Linked DNA regions of Mus musculus: regions 1 and 2 are each linked to region 3. A link is a contact called in public Hi-C data. All regions are on one chromosome and are shown on one strand. Each heading gives the region's core, a stretch centred on a gene start, on an enhancer-like site or on the middle of the called end of the contact. The rest is flanking DNA. Distances are from core to core; before and after follow the strand shown.

Region 1 (2,700 bases), core at 177-2,676, 360 kb before region 3:
TGAAGGAGAGACTGATACAGATTCAACATCTGGACTTCAGGTCCTTCCTGGCCAACTGTATCTGTGAGTCTATTTCCTTCCTCTCTCAAAAGATGTAAGCCTATTAGGTATTATTATTATCGATACAAATAATATATGGTATGCTTTCTTAGATAAAAATGCTTAACTTCTTAGAAGAAGTCTCTTGAACAGTCTAAAGCTAGCCTGGGGTCACGACCCTCAGGTTTGTCAAATGACCCTTACACAGGGATCATATATTAGATATCCTGTATACCAGGTACTTATCTTACAAGTCACAGCAGAAGCAAATTACAATTACACAGTAGCAATGAAAATAATTTTATGGAGGGACTGTATTTTATGTATCAAAGAGTCACAGGGTGAGGGAGTTTGAGAACCACTGTTCTCAATGATAAGTTGAAGCTGGATCTAGAAGTATTACGATTAGAAGTTTGCAGAAGCAATCAGATAGACTGGTCAACGACTCTTCAGTGACACAAGTGGAAAATCCTCCACTCACTCCCTGCTAAAGAAACACACAAGCTGTGAAGAAACATGCCTGTCTTATGTCTCTGCCAAAGGATCCCAAAGCCTTCTCTCTTATCTTCCAGTCAACGAACATCTGGCTCTCTTTTCCTATTCACTCCTCTGCTCCCAACCGAAGATGAGGTAGATCTAAATTTCCTCTGCTGATCCCTTTGCTGGGTGACTGTGCAAGAAAGGGCTTTCTCTTTGCAAAAACTGGCACCACACATTTATGTGCATTGGGTATCAAGCTGTTGTTCTGGACCACACTAATAATTATCTTATTTTTTTCAGGATGCCATAAAAATAAACCAGTAAGATAAATATGCTTTCTCTGGCCATATCCCAGGAACTCATGACTTGTAGGCTGAGTGGAGATACAGAACAGAAAGGCATCAGCCATCAAGACAACAGCTCCCTGGAGAAACACTGTAAAGGATGGGGTAACCCCTGCTCCCCCGAGTTGGAGTTTGGATTTTGAAAGGCAAAACAGGACACTCCATTCCAGTGCTTGGCTGCCAAAGCCTGGGACTGCTGCTGCCAAGTATCTTCCAAGCTTGGTGTGTGCTCCAGCTGGAGTTGAATGTTTCCATCTGTACAACTGCAGGTGGTTGTATAATTAGCCACATACATTTGTAGCACTGTCGAGTGAAGACCAGTAATGAACCCATCCTTGCTTTACATCTGTGGGGTGTTGCGATGGACTGGGAAGGGATCTGTTCTTAAAATAAGTAGATCAAAATACTCTCTTGTTCTAAATCTTCTCAGGTTATTATTATTCAGCACTTGCCACTGAAATCTGAATGACTGAAATGACAGTGAAAACCAAGCTTGATGTGTGTCTATGGTCTCTGCTTGAGATGTTGCTGCATTTTTCAGAAGTCTCCTGGAAGCCACTTGGGTTCTCTGGAGAAAACTGCACAGCAATAGATCCTGCTGTATTTCCCACCATTCTGCTTTGTGTTAAAGGGTTGGCATTGGCCTTGTAGGTAACTTATTTCTTACTCTTCTAGACCACAGGGATACACATTTTCCATCTGACACGTTTGCCAAGAATGGAAAATAACTTCAATGAGATATGACTCAGGTAGAAAATAATTAAGGGGGCTGAGGAAATGCCGCAGTGGGTAAAGTGCTTGCTGTGCCAGCCTAGGAACCTGCGTTTTAATTCCAAGAACCTATGAAAAATCAGTCGTGATGGCACATGCCTCTAACTCCAATGTTGTGGTGGCAGAGCCAGGGTCCTAAGAGCTCCTGACCAGTCAGTCTACTCAGAATAGTGAGCCACAGGCTTCGTGAGAGACCCTGCCTCAAAGAAAACACTCTGAACAAACAATTAAAAAAGACACTCCAACTTCAGCATCTGCTACTCCCATGCGCACACGTGTGCATATGTGTATATGATGCACAAACACAGAGACATTTAAAAAAGGCTAAAACTCTAAAAGTAAGATGATGCCATCAGGGAAGATTAACTAAAATTATATTTGACTCTAAAAGGAGGATTAATACTGTTAGGGAAGATAGGGTTTCAGTTAACTACAGGCAGGATTTTGGTATGTTTTTTCCCCCCTTTTCCTACAGCTACAGGTTTCTATAGCTCCATGCAGGAAAGAGAACTTAGACCCAGGGCCTTGATAATGAGGTAAGACATACGTTAGGGTCAGAGAAAAGACAATACATCTATCCACTTGCTGCTCGAGTTGCCTTCCAGTTTGTTCAGAGCAGGGTAAGGAAGCATGATGTTAGGCATGTCCTGAAAATGCCTGGGAAGATTGTTCTAATCGACCTGATACCTGTGACTTCTCCAGCCCAATTCTAGTGTTTTTTTTTTTAATAATTATATGGGAAATGTCTAAATGGGAAGATGCCTCCTAGAATGACTTTTGATCATCATTTCAAGTCAGATTCTAAAGGCTCTGACTGCTGCTTTCATCTAGTTTCCAGCCAATGGAAAGCTGGGTGAGTTCCCATTGGTAGTAAAAAGATCAGTGCTGGCTACCAGCTCACTGATTGGGATCCAAGCAGGCATCATATTTGAAATAAGACTTATTACAGTTTTCAACAAGGACAGAGTGACAATGCCATTGTGTTCTTTTACATTTGCTGAGGCATCTTTCTAATCATTCTTAGGACTGGACTTAAGGCCTTCTGTTTGATAAAGGGAAGGACTGA
Region 2 (2,700 bases), core at 64-2,563, 380 kb after region 3:
CACTTTAGAAGCAGCAATTTGATCCTCATAGCAGCAATCTCAGGACCAGCCCTGCCCAATCCAGAAAGCAATTGAGGAAAGGTGGGAATCAGGTGAGAATCCTTTCCTTTGTGTCATCTCCTGGCAACATGTTTGGTCCTCAGCCCTTGGGGCACTGATCTTGGACACATTGTTTAGGACAAGACACTGAGAAGAACAGCACACGGTAGACAATTTGTGTCTCCCTTTGTGTTTTCTAGCCTGGTCTGGAAGCCAAACAATTAGGAACAAGGCTACAAGAACTTGACAAATGGCCAGCAGAGGGCGACTCTGGAAACAGGTGAATATGGATAGACAGGAGGATCCAGGCCTGGGCTGCTGCCCTAGCACACCAGCCCTCAAATGAACAACTCTGGAGGTGTCAGGGTTAGTCCAGCTGCTGCAGTGAGCGTCAGAACTTTGCATTCATCTCAGGAAATTGATCTGATGTGCAAAAGGTCCTTCACCGTGTTTATTCAGCTGCCCTTACCTGTCAACCCTCACCCCATCCTCTAGTCAAACAAATCAATCAGAAACATCAGTTGCTAGAGGAACACAAATACAGGCAGCACTGGGATTGGGCCTAGAGGGCTGAGTTCTTTTTCTGCTGCTCTGGGTTACAAACACATTCCAAAAATATAACTCTGCCCACACCATGGCAAAGCTGCCTTTGATAAAACACACAGTGTACGGTATACAATGTTGACACATAACAGATGGAACTTTGAATTTTTGAAATGTGCTCTCCGTAAAGGGGAACTAGACACGATACATTAAATTCTTGGTTAGAATGTAGACTCTTCCCTATATGACCAAAACAGTCAACACAGGAATCCTGTTTTTTCACTCTTTTATGTGTCCCCATGTCCTTCTGTGACTAATAGTCCCCAGAATTCACTTTTCTCACTGACCAAGTAAAACTGAGTTTATTGGTCATATGTATCTCCCATCTGGCTGAGAAACAGCGGTACAGGATGGTACGACGGTGTGAACATCCAAGACCTGCGGGCAATATGGTAGTGGGTTCAGCGATGGTGCAAAAGCTATTGATGGAAGCAAGTGGACAGTTTCCCTTAGCCTCCTTACATAAAGCTATAGGCTAAGTGAAAAAGGTGGGTGTGCTATAACAAGCAGGCTTTAAGACAAGCTCCAACTGACCACAGCCTGTAAACCCTTCCTAAGTGGATCACAAAAATGCTCCTTCTAAGCTCACCTGGAACTGCAGATAGGCATTTTTAAAGAGTTCAAATAAATTCAGGATGTTCTTGGGGGCGGAGATGTCCACCCCCACAGGCTTCTGTTTCCATGATGGCACCCGTGCTCTGCCAGATTGTACTCTACACTGAGAGCTGCAGGTTCAGCACTGCCATGATAACCCCAAATTGTGTTATTGGGTTGTAATAGATGTGACTGGCACTTGCTCAGTTTCATATTTAATCCATGCCAACACTTGACTTTCTTTTGTTCTGGAAGAAAAATATAAGGAAAGGTAGGGAGGAAAACGCTGTCAGGGAAGCAGGTCTTAGAATCACCTGGCCTTTGATTTCATCCAGAGAGCGTCTTCAGATTCTTGAATTGATAGCAGGTAAAGAGGACCTTGGAAGGAGGAAATGAATATTATCTTGACTGTCTCAATATCTTATCAAGGCCTTCCTATTCTAAAAGGCTTCTTGGAACAGGAAGACGTTGAAGGGGCTTTTCTGGCTCAAGAAAGCTAATGCATGTTGTGTTTTTGTGTCCATGTTAGCAAGTCCATTGGTTCCATCCTTGTTTGGTTCAGGCTGGTGAGACTTTACAGGTGTAACTTCTGACATTTCTAGAAGACACAGTCTCACAGAGAACTCCTTAATCCTCCATCTCTTAGAACCTCTGTCATCACTCCCAGTGATTCCTGGCCTTCAGGTACTGGAGCACTTGAAGATAAATGGAGCAGGGAGAACTAGACTCCACACCTCTGCAGTTTGATGAGTTGTAGTTTTCATAAATGGTCTCTGTCTGTTCCAAAAGGAAGATTTCTTTATTGGAGAGGACTACACTCATCTGTAGATATAAGGACAAATATTTAGAATGTAATTAGGGACTATGATGATATAGCAAAATGGTAGCTGCAGGTTCGCCTTCAAGATCGATGACTTCACTAGCTTTGGGTAGCTGGCATAATTTCCATTCCAGGCATAATGTATTAGGCAGACTTTAAGTACAATTAGATGTCTATTGTCTGACACCAAGGTATGTATGCCACCAGTATACCATTAGGGTTATTATGCCATGCTGGTCATTGTTGCCATTCACAGCATCACAGCTGGCCACATGAGTATTTGTGAGCTTGCTGCTTTGGAAGCTTGCACAGTGCCTTCTGGAACCAAGAAAGCTCCAAATATTCAATCCTAGAAACATATACAAACAAGGGACATTACACTGGTTCTATTTATGCATCTAGGATATGTATATGTGTATGAGTATATGTATATGGTGTGTATGTTTATATGTGTGTATGACAACAATTAAAGGAAAAGAGGCCATGAATTCGAAAGAGAGCAACAGGTGGTATTTGGAGGGAAGAAAGGGAGGATATTATGTAATTATAAAATAACTTCAAAAAAATTTAAAAAATGAAATTTAAGAAACGAACAAAAGGGTACTAGTGGTATATGCCTTTAATCCCAGCACTCAGGAGGCAGA
Region 3 (2,700 bases), core at 191-2,690:
TGCTCCTTCTTGTCTGCTGTGTGCCCATGTTACCATGGCAACAGTACTTAATTCCATCAGCACTGGTGTATGCTTTGGGTTTTCCTTTTCACACTCAGAACCCAAGTTCTCCCTGTACTCATGATGGCCATCCCAAGGAAGGATTCTTAGAAGTGCTTCCATCCTCCTCTAGTCTAGACCAATGTCTATCTGGCAGGGATTGCACATGCCAACTGATATGGAATGGGAGACGTCTATAGCTACTGGGAGAAAATGGGCAAAAGAGGTGGAAAGCCAGAAACGTGCCAACTAATAAAATTAACCATAGGGTTAAAAGGAAAACAAAAAGCAAAAAACTCCAAACAAAGCTGAATTCCACCTCTCCTTGGGTAGCCCAGTAGTACATTTCCAGTGTACTCTGCCAGGTATCTGTGTTCCCATTATACCTAGCACCTACACAAACTACAGACATTTTGTCATGTATTTCTGCTATACATGAGATCCTGAGTAGCTGTCAGTCTCAACATAGCAATGCTTGCATTTCATGTGGAACTTTTGGTTTCCTGTGTTAACACTTTAGTTTATTGCCACACTATTGCTTCTAAGGCCTCTCAGATGCACCCAGAATGCTATAATCTCTGTAGCCTAAGGGCCTGATGCACACAGTCATGCCAAACATGCTGAGGGATCAAGGTATGAATAATTGCTTGATTGATTCCAGAAAGGCTGTAGGAGGGCATTGAAATCAGAATCCACCTCCACCCAAGCAAGCCAACAAATGGCTCAGTGGTTGATTAGCAGACAAGGAAGAACAGAGTGATGTACTAGGTCCTCTAGGCTATAAAAATAGCATGTGAACGAAGAGAGGAGGCATGAAAAGGCACAGCGGGTTTTGGAGAGTCATTTCATAAGCCTGTGCCTAACATGTATGGGGGTGTAGGAGGGTGCATCTGGAAAAACAGATTGTGGCCAGATTGTGAAGGTCCTGGGTTGCCATCAATTCTCTTGGAAAACATCTGCTAACAGTGTGCTGGCCAAAGCTACTGCCACTTTTGCATATGTATGATAAAGCTCCATTTTTCATACAAGTTCGGAATGAGCTTGGTTTCCAAGGTATAGGTCCAGTGAGAAGATTCCTGGTTGTAGAGGTCATGGGGAGAAGAGAGGTTTTCAAATGTGTTGCTTCAGCACATTGCAAAAATGTTAGCAGAATATCTTCATGCTGTTACAAAGCTGGAGTGAGGTTTTTTGGTTTTTTTTTTTTTTTCATTCTCTGGGTTTTTCTATGTGCACGTTTCCTTGTTCACAGTTGCTGGGGCTGGCTCCATGGTACCCTAAGAAGTTTCAGAAGTTAGGGCTGAGAATTCAGGGAAGAGACCAAATTTGCCTGAGGCTGACTCACGTGAAAACTGAACTATGCAAACAAAGTTTAGTGCAATGGAGCAGCTGGAGTACAAATAGCTTCAGGCACTGGAACAATACAAGGCTGGAAGCGGTGCTGAGACACAGACATTATTTCTAAGTTAAAAGGGAGGGCAAGGGAGATGGAAAATGCCGTTTCAGAAATGCATCCAAGGAAATGTTGTCCTATTCTTCACACCGCTGTACAGGCTTCTGAATGCTGACGACTGATTTCCTTAGGCTAGCTTTAAAGCTGTCCGTAACTATCCTCGCCTTGCTTTGGTGGCTAATTAATTAAACCTTTGTCTGGTATCACCTCATCAGAAGCAGAGAAGGAGCAGAGGCTGGCAATCGGGATAAAGGAAGATTAAAAGCCATTTGAAAACTTGAAATGGTTTCAACTGAACATTGCAGAAGTGGATGAACTGGAATCGAGGGGTGTGGAAGGAATTAAGCATTCTAGTTAGCCTGCAAAAGAGATACACAATTCAGGTGTTTTATTGACCAGCCATAAGCCTATATTGGGCCATAGCTTTAGAACTATGCTAACGACTTCCCAGCTATAATGTCCCTTATTACCTGCTGTTTTTCTCGACCACGTGCTCATAGCCCATCTCCTCTCATGGTGGCCTCCTTCACCTCCATGTCTTTTCTTCTTCCTATCTCTACCTGCGACATCCAGTTAGGTAACTGAAAACCTGCTTGCCTCTATCTATTGCCCAATCACAGGCTTTACCCTTTTATTGGCCAGTTGACTTGGGAGCACGGTGACATAGCATCACTTGGTGTACTTGAGGATCCCCTTGTCCCTGATTATCTCCTCATCAAGGACAACCAGGTATCGGGGGCCGGTATTTAGCCTTGGAATGCCAGCAGCATCAGATCAGTCTCTTACGAAGGGGCACTCGAGTCCTGGATGCAGAGTATGTGGATTTGACTCACTGCAAACTGAAGGACAGGAGAATGACCAGACATCCTGGTTTGCCATGGGTCCAATTTTAAAATGGGAGCTCCAACTCCATCTGTATCTCTGGTTTCAGTCAAACCGGAATGTCTCTTAGGGAGATTTCACATAGCATGGCAGGTGAGGAGTGTCAAAGTTTGGAGAGAGTGGAAGAGATATCCCAAGAGATAGTGTGGACAAGTTAGGTTCACCCTAAGCTCAGGATGTTAGCATTTTGTCTAAGCTCTGCCCACAATTACCTAGCAGTATCCAGGTATGCTTGACTCATTATAAAAGGGGCTGCTTACCCACTCCTCTCTCTCTCTCTCTCTTGTTCTCTTGCTCTGTCCTCTCCTCCCTTCCCCCCCTCTCTCCAC

What was found. A called contact is a pair of places that touch in the nucleus more often than the background predicts.
Region 1: a contact with region 3 is called in a Hi-C map of uterus, with 3 times the contacts expected there. The contact joins two enhancer-like sites. A contact is called at or near these places in 1 of 15 datasets of contacts at CTCF or cohesin (CD8 T cells) and 3 of 484 Hi-C or Micro-C datasets (cerebral cortex and uterus).
Region 2: a Hi-C map of ventral hippocampal neurons shows a contact between it and region 3, with 1.7 times the contacts expected there. The contact joins two enhancer-like sites. A contact is called at or near these places in 2 of 39 promoter capture datasets (hippocampal neurons and neural stem cells) and 1 of 484 Hi-C or Micro-C datasets (ventral hippocampal neurons).

The regions. Positions count from the first base shown.
Region 1 is chr15:59,953,500-59,956,199 of GRCm38.p6, forward strand. No RefSeq gene overlaps it. Among named protein-coding and RNA genes, the nearest start is that of 4933412E24Rik, 62 kb to the right of the region's middle. Within about 2 kb of position 1,427, at least 23 of the 459 cell types and tissues checked have an H3K27ac peak or open chromatin away from gene starts, as enhancers often do. A contact at or near this core is called in uterus, where this site is marked.
Region 2 is chr15:60,693,623-60,696,322 of GRCm38.p6, forward strand. No RefSeq gene overlaps it. Among named protein-coding and RNA genes, the nearest start is that of Gm23835, 9.2 kb to the right of the region's middle. Within about 2 kb of position 1,314, at least 25 of the 459 cell types and tissues checked have an H3K27ac peak or open chromatin away from gene starts, as enhancers often do. A contact at or near this core is called in ventral hippocampal neurons, where this site is marked.
Region 3 is chr15:60,309,196-60,311,895 of GRCm38.p6, forward strand. No RefSeq gene overlaps it. Among named protein-coding and RNA genes, the nearest start is that of Gm41331, 170 kb to the left of the region's middle. Within about 2 kb of position 1,441, at least 21 of the 459 cell types and tissues checked have an H3K27ac peak or open chromatin away from gene starts, as enhancers often do. A contact at or near this core is called in uterus and ventral hippocampal neurons, where this site is marked.